2 separate regions of the Macaca mulatta genome follow, and region 2 is linked to region 1. The links are chromatin contacts, called in public Hi-C maps. All regions are on one chromosome and are shown on one strand. Each heading gives the region's core, a stretch centred on a gene start, on an enhancer-like site or on the middle of the called end of the contact. The rest is flanking DNA. Distances are from core to core; before and after follow the strand shown.

What was found. Hi-C and Micro-C count contacts between places; a contact is called where the count stands out from the background.
Region 2: a contact with region 1 is called in a Hi-C map of fetal cortex germinal zone, with 2.6 times the contacts expected there. The contact joins the promoter of LOC144329767 here to the promoter of SMAD3 in region 1. A contact is called at or near these places in 2 of 14 Hi-C or Micro-C datasets (blood and fetal cortex germinal zone).

What each region holds. Positions count from the first base shown.
Region 1 is chr7:44,586,519-44,593,840 of T2T-MMU8v2.0, forward strand. It overlaps SMAD3 (SMAD family member 3), which reads left to right and starts at 3,069. Exons shown (of 9, transcript NM_001266160.1): 1 at 3,069-3,396. The coding sequence starts at 3,191.
Region 2 is chr7:44,783,240-44,790,561 of T2T-MMU8v2.0, forward strand. It overlaps LOC144329767 (IQ domain-containing protein H-like), which reads left to right and starts at 3,664. Exons shown (of 6, transcript XM_077938800.1): 1 at 3,664-3,714. The coding sequence starts at 3,664. AAGAB (alpha and gamma adaptin binding protein) reads right to left here and starts at 3,425. Exons shown (of 10, transcript XM_015142540.3): 1 at 2,991-3,425.

The DNA.
Region 1 (7,322 bases), core at 1,819-4,318:
AGGGGAAGCGCAGGGAAGCGTGGTTCTGCCGCACTCACTAGCTGGCTGCCTGGTGATTTCTTCCCCTCAGGAAGATGAGAGGGCTTGAATGAGGGCCCCTTCCAATGCCATGATTTTAGAGGGTGAAGTACCTGTCAGGTCCTTCCACTACATGTAATCCTCAAATCTCTCTGAGGCTCTTCCTCCACAGTGCAAATCGCCTTCCTTTATCAGACATTGCTCTCTGTGTAACATAAAGGACTTGAACTAGAGGAGGACAGTTACAATGCTCTTTCTGGATCCACCACTCTGCACAGTGAGAACCATTTACTCCATTCTTACAGCAGAGAGAACAGACGCTCCGCGAGGGGAAGAAGAGAAAGCCAGCATTGGAAGCCAGGCCAGTCACTGACGGATACTGAGCCCCTTTTACTTTCTCTGGCTACCTCTCAATGGTTGGACTTGTTCAGGTTAAGATTAACATTTTACTGGACGATGATGACTGCAAGGTCCCTGTCCATCTTTGCCCACTCAGTCACATCATCCTCATCCCCACTCTTTGATGCTTCTCTAGGCTGTGAATCCCTTGAAGACCTTCGTCTTTTATTTTGGAAGTTCAGGAACTGAGTAGGAGGGCTGCAACATAGAGCTGCTCCGTCAATGTATGTTAAACTTATCTGACCTCCCTCCACCACTTTTCATGGCATTAACAATGCAAACCTTTTCACATGAGCTTCTCACAGCCACCCTAGGAGATTGCGAGGGAAGCTACCTCTAGCCCCATTTTACAGGTGAGCAAATAGTCCTTGCAGTGTTACAATAGTGTGCTTGTGTAGAGAACTGTTTTGCAAAGAGCTCGATCAATGATGTCTTCTTTGCCTTCCGTGACCCAGGCAGCTGGGTGCAGTGTCAAGATCGAAGACTGAGGCGTCAACAAAGTATTGGGTTCAAATTCCAGCTCTGCCACTTGGAACCCTGAGTAAGTAATATAATCTCTCTGTGCCTCCGTAAACGTGAGGCATAGGAACATCTACCTCACCAACCATTGTTAAGATTGAATCAGAGGCAGGCGGGCTACCTGGAAGAAAGCAATTAATAAATGAGGATTGTGTCATCCTTGTCTCTTGAGGGACGGGAAGAAGAGAGTGAAACCTAAGACCACAGCGGCAGCGCATTAACAGGAGGACCAGCAAGCAACGGAAGTCAGGTTGACAAGCCTCAGTTGGGTTTCAGGGATTCTCCTTTTCAGGCGGGTATTTAGGAAGAGAAGGTGAGGAGCACAACGCCCTTCTGCAGCAGCAGCTGCGGACTGGCTTGTGGGAGGCGGTTCTCTGGGGCAAAGCAAGGGCCCCTGCCGCTTCTGGGCTGACTTTGTGGATTCCGCCACACCTCACAGGGCTTTGTAACTCCCCACCCACTTGAGGGTTTGCAGATAACTTTTTTTTTTTTTTTTTAAACAAAGCGGGGGTGGGGGGTGGGGGATTCCTGCTGTTAAAAACAAACAAAGGGCTTAGACACCGGCTAGTCAACTGCGGGAGGCAGCAGCAAGAGAAAGGCCAAGGGGCCTGGAGTAGCTCCTTAAAGCCGCCGAGGGCCCTGCGGCCAGACGCCCCTGAATTCTTTTGGTGGGGTGAAAAGCCCCGGAGCTCCCCAATGTGCCAGTTGGTTTGTTGTTGTTTTGCTTTTTTTGAATACACAAACTCTCCGAATACTCTTGTCTTGCCCCACTTTTTTGTGAGTTCATTGCTCTGGAAACAAAACTCTTCCATTTACTGGGAATTATCAAATTTCCGATCTTTCTCTATCAGGAGATCCAGCAACACCGTGTTATGTAAATTTCTTCCAAAGATAAATTCGAAAGCACCTCCATTCATTCCTTCAAGAACTCAACAGATGTCCTTGAGGCTCATTTTCTGCCGGGCACTCAGTTCAGAAGGCTCAAAGGATCCCTGGCTCCAGCCATTGTCCAGGTTGTCACTGGTGTCCCCAGCTCTCCATTTCTGAGGACCCACTTCTCCCCCCCCCACACCCTCCTCCGCACACTTTCCCAAGGCTCTCGGCCGGTGTGATCTCACCAACGAGAGAATAAAAACAGCCCAGGGGCGCGGGCGCGGGCGCGGGCGCCGGCCAAGAGCCTTGACGGGGATCAGCCAGCGCGAGGCCAAGTGCGGGCCCCAACTTCCTGGGCCCGGGCCTTCCGCGCGCCCCCTCTCGGGCTCGGGTCCTCTCCAGGGTTCACTCCCGTCCGGACGGCGCTTACTTGCTGCGAGTCCAACCCTCTCCGGCCCGCAACTCCAACCGAGCCGCACAAGTGTGGACTCCGAGAGCGGACGCCTCGGGCCGCGCTCAGCCCTCCCGCCCGAGGCCCCTCTCGCCGCGCGTTTCCCAGGACTTCCTCCCCGCGCCCGCCCGACTTCAGGTCGGGGCCGCGCGGGGTCCCGCGCGCTCCAGCCAGGACTGCCGCCGCCCGCGTTGCCCACGTGGGCGTGCTGGGCACGGGGTGGTGGCCGGCCGGCCGGCCGGCCGCCCTCCCCGGAGCAGGGGGCGGGCAGGGCGCCCGCGGGAGGAGGTGGCGGGGCGCAGGGGAGGAGGCGGAGAGCCCCGGCGGCGAGGGGGCGGTGACAGCGCTTGGAAAGGAGGCTGCACGCGGATTTGCATGAAACACAGACTGGGAGCGGGCGGGAGCGGGAGCGCGGCGCACGCCCCGGGCCGGCCCAGCCAGCGAGCGAGCTAGCGGCGAGCCGGGAGGAGGAGGGTGGCGAGGCGGCGAGGCAGCAGAGGCGGAGGGATCTGCGCATCAAAGCTAGCAAGGCGAGCGAAGTTTGGCCGGGGGTTGGACTTTCCTTCCCGGAGGCGGCACCCAAACAGCTACCCCGTGCGGAAACCCAAACTTCTGCTGCCACTTGGAGTCTCGCGGCCGCCGCCTCCGCCCCGCGTTCGGGGCCTTCCCAACCCGGCACCGCTGCCGTCCGCCCGCCCGGCCGCCCTTCTCTTCGCCGTGGGAGCCGCTCCGGGCGCAGGGCCGCGCGCCGAGCCCCGCAGGCTGCAGCGCCGCGGCCCGGCCCGGCGCCCCAGCAACTTCGCCGAGAGTTGAGGCGAAGTTTGGGCGACCGCGGCAGGCCACGGCCGAGCTCCCCTCTGCGCCCCCGGCGTTCCGTCGAGCCCAGCCCCGCCGGGGGCGCTCCTCGCCGCCCGCGCGCCCTCCCCAGCCATGTCGTCCATCCTGCCTTTCACTCCCCCGATCGTGAAGCGCCTGCTGGGCTGGAAGAAGGGTGAGCAGAACGGGCAGGAGGAGAAATGGTGCGAGAAGGCGGTCAAGAGCCTGGTCAAGAAACTCAAGAAGACGGGGCAGCTGGACGAGCTGGAGAAGGCCATCACCACGCAGAACGCCAACACCAAGTGCATCACCATCCCCAGGTGGGGGCCCGCCCGGGGGACCCGGGGACACGCCGACCCGGCCCCCTGGCACTGCGGGGCCGACCCATTGGGGTTGGAGATGGGAAGAGGGAGAGAGAGGGAGTGAGACTGTGTGGGTGCGTGTGTGTGAGAGTGGGAGCTAGAGCGCGGGCAGGAAGGGGGTGGGGGGACCCCAAACAAAACCATCTCTGCATTTGCAAAGATCAGAGCCCGAGGCTTCCACACGGTACTCTGGCTTCCAGACCTCACATTCCCTTTCCACCTCCGGGAGGGGAGAGCGGGTTGTTGCGGGACTCGGCCGCCCCCACCCTGGGGAGCTGGGGCTGGAAGTTGAGGCCCGCTTTGTTCGGCTCCGCGGGCCGGAGCCCCTCCTCCGCCGCCGCCGCCTCCCGCCCCCGCGGCCCGCGCTCGTGGAGGTGGTGGTGTCTTTGCGTTTCTTTTCTTCAGTCCGGTCTCCCCACTTTCCTCTACAGGAATGCGGTCCGTACAGCTGGGGCTGTGGGTGAGGAGCGGGAGCCTCGTGATTGACAGATTCCTTCTTCGTTCTTTCTTTGCCTTCGGGATTAGCATTTTTATCGAGTATTTTTAGACTCGGTTGTGCCAGTCTCCCGCCCCCTGAGCACGCACGCACTTTGGTTGCAGTGCAATGCTCTGACTTCCAAATGGGAGAGACAAGTGGCAGAAAATAGGGTCTTCTCCCCCACCTCCCACTCCCCATCCCGACTCTTTTGCCCTCCTTTTGGTCCAAGAGATTTTGAGTCCGTGCAGAATGAGGGAGAGGGGCGGGCTGGAACCGGGCAGATAACAAAACACACCCCAAAGTGGGCCTCGCATCGGCCCTCGCATTCCTGTAGAGCCCTCCTTCCCAAAGCGCGCTGCCATCTGTCTGCATCTCCTTTATCCTTCCTGTTGCGCGCTAGCTAGGTCGGGCGGGAGCCCACAGATGGCTGATAGAAAGGGTCAGTGACTTCTCTCCACTCCCCCAGGGCCTTCCTTAGCTTAGCTGTGCCTGGCTGGGAATTGGGGGTGGGGATACCTTGACTTCCTGTCTCTACCTCTCAGCCTCCTTTGATTCTGAATCAAGGGAGAGAGTGTGTGTGTTGGGGGCTGGCTGTTTTGGGGGTCCCAGGCTGCAGAGGAATGAGTAGAAAGCACCAGGGACTGTAAGCCAAAAAAGGGATTGTCATCCCTGCCCCTGGGCCAGGGTGGACTCCATCCTTGGCCACCTGCTTGGGGCAGTTGTACAAGGGCTGCCAGGCGAGTCAGGCAGGCACAAAGCAACATCTGTCCACGGGAACCCAGGGCAGGCCTCCCCTGGAAATAAATGCCACATATGGTGGGAGTGCAGACTTAAATTTTTTTTTTTTTTTTTTGACTGGGTGGATCCAGTCAATAAAGGGGGAGGGAAGGCGGTGTGCTGTCTGGGGAAGTCCCTGGCCGTGTGATCGGGAGCCAGAATTGACTTCAGAGGAGGTGGTGTGATGTGATGGTCAGAGAGACCTGGGATTTGGTTCCAGCTCTGGTTCTTAATTCTTCTGTATTCCTTCGGTGGGGGTGGAGAGGGTAGAGTGGGTGAATATGCTACTTCTCTGTCTGGGGAGGGGTCTGTCAAACCTACCTTCCTCTTATCTGCCTGGGTGCATTGAAGACAAGTGCTTTATGCATTGAAACAGGAAAAAAAATGGTATCAATTATAAAACAGGCAGCTGTGAAAAGTGTTTCACGGTTTACAAAGCACTTTCACATGGTTTTCTGAGGTCCTCAAAACAAGATAGAAAGCAAGCAAGCAAGCAACCAGCCCTGGAAAGTAGATAAGGTTGTTAGGCTTAAGATTATCACGTTTTTAAAGCAGAGGAAACTTTAAAAGAGAGAGGTGAAAAGGCTTGAGTTGTAGACGTGGGATTCTGACAGAATGTGCTCTTTCTGCTGACCCATGCTGCTTTATACTTTGAAGATCCTGAATACATTCTTTGCTGAATGCTAAAACTGTGTTAGCTTGGGGAGGGCCCTGTGGATGTTTGTATGTGCGGTTGCTTCTTTAATCTTTGGGCTGGTGATCGCTTGGCAGAGAGGCCCTGCTTTCCCTTGCCTTGGTAGGAGTTTGTCCTCTGTGGGGCCATACCTTTGGCCTGCCTTTTCCTCTTCCAAAGTCCTGCTGAGACTTTGGAAGCCTAAGACATGTGAACGCTTTGGATGATTCTGAGGGTTCAAGCCAACCTGCCCTGTGGCCTTCTCGTGACTTTGTTAGGACTGAGGCATCTTCTGCCTGCCTGGATAGGACTGAATGCAAAAGCAGATTTTTTTTTTTTCATCTTTTTTTTCAGTTAGGGAAACCCAGTTGCTTGGGTGGATCCAGACAAAATGGATTTTCATCCTTGGATTTTGTGCCCACGCCTCTGGGTCACCTTGTGTCCCTTGGCAACAGCTGCTGCTGTTTTGGTCGTGGGCAGAAAACTAAAGGCCACGTCTTGGGGAGGTGGCTGGTTTGGCCTTATGCTGGTGATATCGATGTGTCTGCTAAGCCCCATAGATTGCAGTGTTGCTTGTCAAATTGTCTGCTTTCACCACAACTGCCTTTTAGTTTGGAAAGTAGAGAAAGGAAAGCGTTTAACTTAGTCATTCCCCCTGTGTGTGGGGGGTTGGTCACTGGATGCTTAAAAACACTCTGCAAGATCTGGACTCTGGGGTTTAAGGAGCCCTCAGTCTAAGGAGATTAAGCCAAGTGTGTTTTGGCTAATATATAATCACGAGCTGCAACAGCAATATTTGGCAATTAGAGCTGTATACTGGGGACTTCCAGACCACAGGCTTGCTTCTCTGTGACACCAGCTCTAATTTGTTTCAATTATCAGGGGAGCTGGAGTGATACACACTTACCGACATCAAGAAGGTAAAAGAGATTGGTGCCGAGGAAGTGGTAAGAGCTTCATTTAGATACACCAACAAAGGGGCTGTCAGGATACTCTGAGGTCTGGCAGGATTGACAGAATTTACACAAGTTTTGTAACAGCCTCTCATGGCTCACCTGCTTGAGTACCTGAGTAAAGCTGCAGGTATCTTCCTTGCCAGTGTATGAGAATGGAATCAAAGCATTTGCCACTGAATGAGAGTTGGTGTGTGAGCGTTATATGAGGAATAAGGAGCTCGGCACACTTAAAACTTAGTTTTCTGGTAGACACTGGTAGCTTGTGCTTCCACCAGGGAATCCATGCCTTGGCCTCGTTGTTGGGAGCTAGACCAAGCTTAAAGCATTGCTTGTTCGGAAGGGAATTTGGGCTTTCATGTGTCAGAGCACCCAGTCCAGTGGAAAATTGGAGGATTGAAGCAAACGCTAGATCTGACACACCGCATCTGCTCCCTCCCTGTGAATCTGATCTTTTTGTTTCGGAAGCAGATTCTTGCCCTGTTGCCCAGGCTGGAGTGCAGTGGCCTGATCTTAGCTTACTGCAACCTCTGCCTCCTGGTTCAAGCGATTCTCGTGCCTCAGCCTCCCGAGTAGCTGGGATTACAGGTGCCTGCCACCACGTCCAGCTAATTTTTGTATTTTTAGTAGAGATGGGGTTTCACCATGTTGGTCAGCCTGGTCTTGAACTCCTGACCTTGTGATCTGCCCACCTTGGCCTCCCAAAGTGCTGGGATTACAGGTGTGAGCCACCACGCCCCACCGAATCTGATCTTTTACTGTTGCCTCCTCTTATTATCTCCTTGAATTTTGCCAGGGTACTCTCACTTTGAGAAGGGAAAAAGATCCTAATCTTTAACATTCTTTTTCCAGATTTCTGGGGATAGACCTATTACCAAGGCTGTAGAGGCCTCCCTCTTCTCAGCTGCAGCTTAGAGCACCATGTGGCCCATTGGAAGCAAGCCCCCTTCCAGCTGCTAGGGAGGTAGTCCCTTGTCTCTGCTCTTGTTAACTTTGATTAGGG
Region 2 (7,322 bases), core at 2,414-4,913, 200 kb after region 1:
CTAATAAACTGTTATTTGGTTATATTTCCCACTGGTGGTTAAAAGCACTAAGATAAGATAGATCAGATGTCCAAGGAAAGAGAAATTGGAGAACCCTAAAGGTTTCCCTCGCTGATACATGAAGTAGAATCAAACCTTCCCAAAAAGGCAGATCCAATTCAATCCAAAACTATTCTACAGCCTAATATCACCAAACACTTGACAAAATATTATGCGGGCTCCATCTCTTACTTCAGAATTAGTTAACCTGTGATTAATTTAATCCCATCTTTAATTACAGTCAAAGAATAAATGCTCAGCAAATACTTCATTTTAACACTATCCACTGCTACCCTACTCATAACCTTGGAAGAAATGATAAGCCCTCTTTTATGGTTCACTTTTCCTTATTCAAGCAATCTGCTCACTAGCTGTTCTTTTATTTTTTACTACATGACAGTAACGAGTTGCAATGGAAAGGTCAACTGATTTTAACCCGAATTGGAATTATCTAAGAGCATTTTACATACAGAGATAAAATGGATTATTTTACAGAATTAATTTTACCCCCAATAATGCTAATACACTTTACAGAAGTACAATGTTACTATTTGCTAACTACAGGTAATCAGCTACTTCAAGGCAGTGACCACCTTTGCCCATTGGGATCATTAAAGCACACAACAGAGCACTGTAGCCAACAGAATAATTAATATTCCTGAGAATGTCTTTAAAAGACTTTCATGTATCGCTAATAGGATTCCAAATGCATGTAAGTCTTTTGGAAAGTTAGTTACATCTTTAAGAATCTCGAGCAAATTCTGGTTTATTCACTAGACGGATAAATGTGAGAAACTGATTTTTGATAAATCTCAGGATAAGAAGTGTGTATTTAAAAAATTTTTTAAATGGCCAGGTGTGGTGGCTCACGCCTATAATCCCAGCACTTTGGGAGGCTGAGGCGGGTGGATCACGAGGTCAGGAGATCAAGACTATCCTGGCTAACACAGTGAAACCCCGTCTCTACTAACAATACAAAAAATTAGCCAGGCGTGGTGGTGGGCGCCTGTAGTCCCAGCTACTCGGGAGGCTGAGGCAGGAGAACGGCGTGAACCCGGGAGGCAGAGCTTGCAGTGAGCCGAGACCGCGCCACTGCACTCCAGCCTAGCCTGGGCTACAGAGTGAGACTCTGTTTAAAAAAAAAAAAAAAACAGAAATAACTGTGTATCAAATGTAATTACAATTATTTCTTTTTAAGAAACTGCATTGGAAAAACAGACTGGAAAGAAACGTTAGCAGTATTTGTAGTTGGGTAATGAGACTATGGCTATTTTCTTTTCTCTGTATGCTAAATTTTACTTAATAAGTATGCACTAGTTTTACAATGAAACAAAGAAAAAAAGAGAAAGGAAGGAAGAAGGAAGAAAGGAGGGAAGGGAGGAAATGGGAAGGAGCACTGCTTAAAGGTAGCAAAATGGCCTAATTAGACCAGCTAGTTACCACTTAGTTAAATACTATAATTAAGTTTTCACCCTAGCAAGGAACTTTCTAAGTGATCACAAATGTTAACTAAGTCATAATATCTGCACTGAAGGGGCATCTTACCTAATTCTGTCATTTGACAGGTGTAGCAAAGAAATTATAATTATACAATGCTATACAGTTTACAAAGTGTGTTCAAAATGTCACATCATCTGTCCTTCAAATACTCCTGAAATAGGCTCATATGCCCCATTTTAAGGATCAGGAAATTGAGGGTTACAGAGATAGTAATGTGCCTTAATAATAATGTCTACGATTTATCAAATGTTTACTACGTGCCAGACTCTGGGTTAAGCACAATCCTGTGAAAATTATCCCTACTTTATAGATAGAAGGTGAAGGGGCCAGGCGCGGTGGTGACTCACACCTGTAATCCCAGTACTTTGGGAGGCCAAGGCAGTTAGATCACTTGAGCCCAGGAGTTCCAGACCAGCCTGGGCAACATGGCCCAACCCCGTATGATGCGGGGGCGGGGGGGCAATTAGCCGGGCATGGTGGCACCCACCTGTAGTCCCAGATACTTGGGAGGCTGAGGTGGGGGGATGGCTTGAGCCCAGGAGGCAGCAGTTGCAGTGAGCTAATGCCACTGCACTCCAGCCTGGGCAGCAGAGTGAGACCCTATCTCAAAATAAAAATTAAAAAAAGGAGAGAAAAGAGAAAGTGAAGGGTAGCCAGGCACAGTGGCTCACGCCTGTAATCTCAGCACTTTGGGAGGCCAAGACAGGAGGATCACTTGAAACCAGGAGTTGGAGACCAGCCTGAGCAACATAGCAAGACCCTGGCTCTACAAAAAATAAAAAAAATAGCCAAGGTTCGTGGTGTGAGCCTGTAGTTCCAGCTACTTGGGAGACTGAGGCCGGAGGATCACTTGAGCCCAGGAGTTCCAGGCTGAAGTGAGCTATGATCGCATCAATGCACTCCAGCCTGGGCGACAGAGCAAGATCCCGTCAACAGAACAGAACAGAACAGAACAGAACAGAACAGAGAAAAAGAAAAAGAAAAAGAAAGAAAAGGAAAGGAAAGGAAGAAGAAAGGAAGAAAAGAAGGAAGGTAGGTAGGAAGGTAGATTAGGTGACTTGCTTGAGATCATACAGCTAAGTCACTACTCTGATTCTAAGCCATACACTTAAAACACTTAAAACAGAAGTCTTGAATTACCTATAATTCAACTTCACAGAGCCCTTTAGTAGAGTTGGCTTATGATCCAGTCCCATGTTCTCTCTTTTAAGAGTTACTAAGTCTGACAGCCATTATGAGGGTCTATAAGCAAAAGCACTAGCCCAGTCATACCCAAAAACTCATGTTGGCGGAGAGCCCATGCCTCAGAAGAAAGGCGTGAATAACTAGAGTGCAGGGGACAAAGCTAAGAAGTCTTATAATGTACACATTAAGAAGCAACCAAGAATTCAAAGGAAACACTCCCCAGAGCAGCAAGGATAGCAACATCACGATATCAACAATTCCAGCACCTTACACTCCTGTAACCTAGCGCAATTTCCGCAGAGCCTTCAGGTTCATCTCAACGGATCCTCGCAAAAACCTGTGGGCTGGGCTGGGCAGAGCGGGAAATCAGTCTCACTTTACACAAGAAGCCGAAAGGAACGCAGAAGAGGGCCGGGTGGGCAGAAAAGCACGAGATTAAGAGCCAGGGGCAGCCACCTGGGGTGACTGGGCGCCTCCATTGACTGGAGGAAGAACGCAGGGCCCGCGGCGAGGACAAGGCCCAGAGAGGCCGAGGTGCTGGGTCCGTCGCCCGCCGAGGCTCAGGGGCCTTGGAGGTCGGCCCAGGCGCCTATCTACTCACGTTGGACCAGCTGGTCTCCAGAGAAGACGGAGGAGCAGCTGGTGACCAACGCACAGGGTACGCCCGCAGCCATAGCTGCGCTCGCAAGCCGGTTCCGTCTGGCAGCCGCTTCCGCCTTGGACTGCACCATGGCCGCCGGCGCGAGGGGGAGACACGCCGGGGAGGGCGTTCTCGGAATGACCAGGCTGCCCTGACCCCGCCCCCAGGCCCCCTTCCGCTCCCAGCGTGGAACAGGCCAGGCCGCGCGTAGTGTTGCCATGGGGACGAGCGGCCCCGGCTGAAGGTTTCCATGCTTGGAAACCGCGCCTCCGCGGAGGTAGCAATTCCCTGACCTAGCCATGGCTCAGAACACTGAAAACCACGACCCTGTCGGATCCATCTTAATCCAGGTGGGAAACGGGCCTCCCCCGGCCCTGCCCAGCCGTGCCACTTCCGAGCGAGGCCCCGCGCGCCGATTCACGGGCGCTTAGCCATTTGGTGCGCCGTCCCTAGACTGCCTTCTACACGCGAGAGGCTCCCCAAAATGCCCATCCAGACCTTCCCCCACGGCTCAGCGCACTCCCGGTGACTTACCGTGTAGGTTACGCCCCAGAAGTACGACCTTTCTGCCTCTGGGAAAACTCACGCTGAGGCCCCATTTTTAAATGTTACATTCTGAAAAATTTGAACCCATCACGTCGGGAGCGGAGGAGAGACAAATCAGACACTCTAGGAGGTGATAAGAAATTTGGAGACAAATTGAAATATGTGCATTGCTTTTCTTAAACTCCCCAGTTTTTTTAGATCTAAATGTTCCTTGTTGGGGAACACACACACACAGAACAATCAAGATAACTTGGAATGAAAAGATATAACATTTAGAAACTTGGTGAAGGAGCTTTTTAATTTGAGAGGGGAAATGTCAAGAAAGTCTTGTCCAATACAGGACAGTTTGTAACAGTTGCACTAAGATGTTTCTGAAATGATTATGGCATTTTGTTTTCACATTTATGTGAGGTAGCTTTAAGATATTTCCACATATATCATCGGTTTTAACTATCACATATATAATAGCTGCATTTGAGTAAGTCTTGAAGTCATTTGTGTAAGGTCACTCTATCAGGACTGTCACTCAGTCGGTCTGAAGTGGGTCTTATGAAAGGGATCTAATTTTTCTGGCAGAATTTTGATCTCTTACCTCCCATCTAGGAGAGATTTCCCTAAATCTACCTTTTCCCAAATACAAGCCCCTAAACTCACCAATTTCATACACTTCCCCTTTAAGAATCATACCTAAATCTTACCTGATCTTTTATCACCCTCACTTTCACCATCACCGAGCAATGAATTTAACCAAACTGCAAAGTCTGAGGGAACAGTCCCCAAAAAACTGCCCTAACTTCAACACTCATTACCTGCAAGTTTAGAGGTCCCCAGAACCACCTCACTCAGACAAGCTGGGTACAAACTTAGGGGCCCCATCACCACCCTCACATTCAATGATTCACTAGAACTATTCGTAGAACTGAGGAAAGTGCTGTGCTCACACCTCCAGTTTTATTATACTGAAAGCATACAAATTAATCAGCCAAGGGAAGAGATGCATAGGACAGAATCCAGGAGGGGTCCAGACACAGAGCTTTTGGTAATCTTACCCCTGTGGAGTCATGGACATCATTACCTGCATTACTTCCTCCCAGCCACAATATGTGACAATATGCATAGAATATTGCAACTAGAGAAGCTTATCTGAGGCTTTGATGTCCAGAATTTTTACTGGGGCTCAATCTCACACTGCCCTTGTGGTTGACCATTAATCTCCAGCCCCTCCTGAATACTTTTAGTCTCCCACTGTTCCAGAGGTCTGAGCTGATACAGCATGGATCAAAACACCCATTATAAGTCATGTTGTTAGACTGTCTGGTGGCTAAAGCCCACAGACAAAGACTTTTCTATCAGGCAGGACATCCCAGGGGCCTAGAGATCACCTCCCAGTAGCCAGGGGCAAAGACTGGACCCCTCTTTGGGTAAGGTTAATTCTTTGCTGCACATACCCCCTCTTTTTATAGATTCCAAATAATTAGAATAATAATGGAGACTCTTACCTAGGATACAACATTATAGTAATAGATAACTGTTGACACTGACTTGTGAGATGGGTCAGAAGAGCTAATAGTCATATCCTTGTTGATCTGCACCCCTACTTGTTTAAAAGGATTCCTGTGGACATATCAGGTAAAGGGCTGTGTAGAGGAAGAGAGCCTACCTGTTAACCAGATTATTAAGACTGATTCCTGTATAGTATAAAATTCTATTCTCTACATGTAGAATATATATAGTGAGGAAATTTGGAAGACTTTCCCTACTTTCCCAATGAATCCTGAGAATTTGTGAGTACGTAGCACCACCCAAATGTGCCAACATGGATTCCACTTCTGTTTGGGGCTATGGTTTATTTCCCTCAGACAGGCTACCAATAATTAGTATGTCTAGTGGAAAGCACTTGATGGCGAGTCAGAATACTGAGATCTGACCATGGCTTTGGCATTCTCACAAGTAGCGACTTTGAGCTAGTCACTTCACCTCTCTGGACCTCTTCCTCTTCCATAGGGACACTTTCCTCTTCCATAGGACATATAGTTTGGATTAGGTTCACTTCTGACTCTAAATTGTCCCAATTTCCCGAAGCTACATCATTTACTGTAAAAGTAGACTTCCTTTCTTGTTAGCCTAGGCAATCAAATTGTTTCTGGCAAATCAGTGAGTGAGTGAGTGTGTGTGTGCTGTAGACTGTAAAGCAGAGGTACTTTAAATTTCGACTTGCTTCACCCTAATATGGTCAGTTAGGTCTGTGTATCAATCAGATATATTAAACAGCTTAGGTGTTGTAGGTATTATTTTTTAGCTCCAGTTTACAGAAGACACTTAAGTACAAAGAAGTAAAGCATCTTGCCCATTGTAATACATCCAGTATGTATTGATCCTTAAATAGGCTATGGCATGTTTATGAAGTAATCTTGAAGAAGTGTGGTAGCGACTCTGGGAACTTTCCAGTCATACTTTGTAAATCTTAGAAGCTTTGTTTTTATGCTTCATTAAAATGTGGTGTATTCTTAACATATCTTTATAAATGCTTGCTTGACCCAAATATTAAACAGGTTTGTGTAACAAATATTACCTGATTTTATGATTCAAAATTAGCTTTTTAATTAAAATCCAGCAATTGTGTGTTAACACACAAAAAAACAACAATTGTGTGTTAACACTGATCTTGGGAATAAGGGAGCTCAATTGACAGTTTGCTATTTTCATTCTTTCTTATCAACCTCTCTGTCTGATTTGTCAGGTGCATACAATATAAAAATGAATAAAGTTGGCCAGGTGTGGTGGCTCATGCCTGTAATCCCAGAACTTTGGGAGGCTGAGGCGGGTGAATCACTTGAGGTCAGGAGTTCAAGACCAGCCTGGCCAACATGGCAAAACCCTGTCTCTACTAAAAAATACAAAAATTAGCTAAGCATCATGGCAGGCACCTGTAATCCCAACTACTTGGGAAGCTGAGGCAGGGAGAATTACTTGAACCCAGGAGGTGGAGATTGCAGTGAGCCGAGATTGCGCCACTACACTCCAGCCTGGGCAACACAGCTAGACTCCGCGTCAAAAAAAAAAAAAATGCCGAGTGCAGTGGCTCATGTCTGTAATCCCAGCACTTTGGGAGGCTGAGGCGGGCAGATCATCTGAGGTCGGGAGTTTGTAGACCAGCCTGGCCAACATGGTGAAACGCTGCCTCTACTGAAATACAAAAATTAGCCGGGCATGGTGGCAGGCTCCTATAATCCCAGCTACTCAGGAGACTGAGGCAGTAGAATCGCTTGAACCCGGGAGGTGGAGGTTGCAGTGAGCCGAGATCGCGCCATTGCACTCCAGCCTGGGGGACAAGAGTGAGACTTCATCTCAAAAAAAAAAAAAAAAAAATAGAAGAAAGAAGTTAAAGATAATTGAGGTAATGAGAATGACT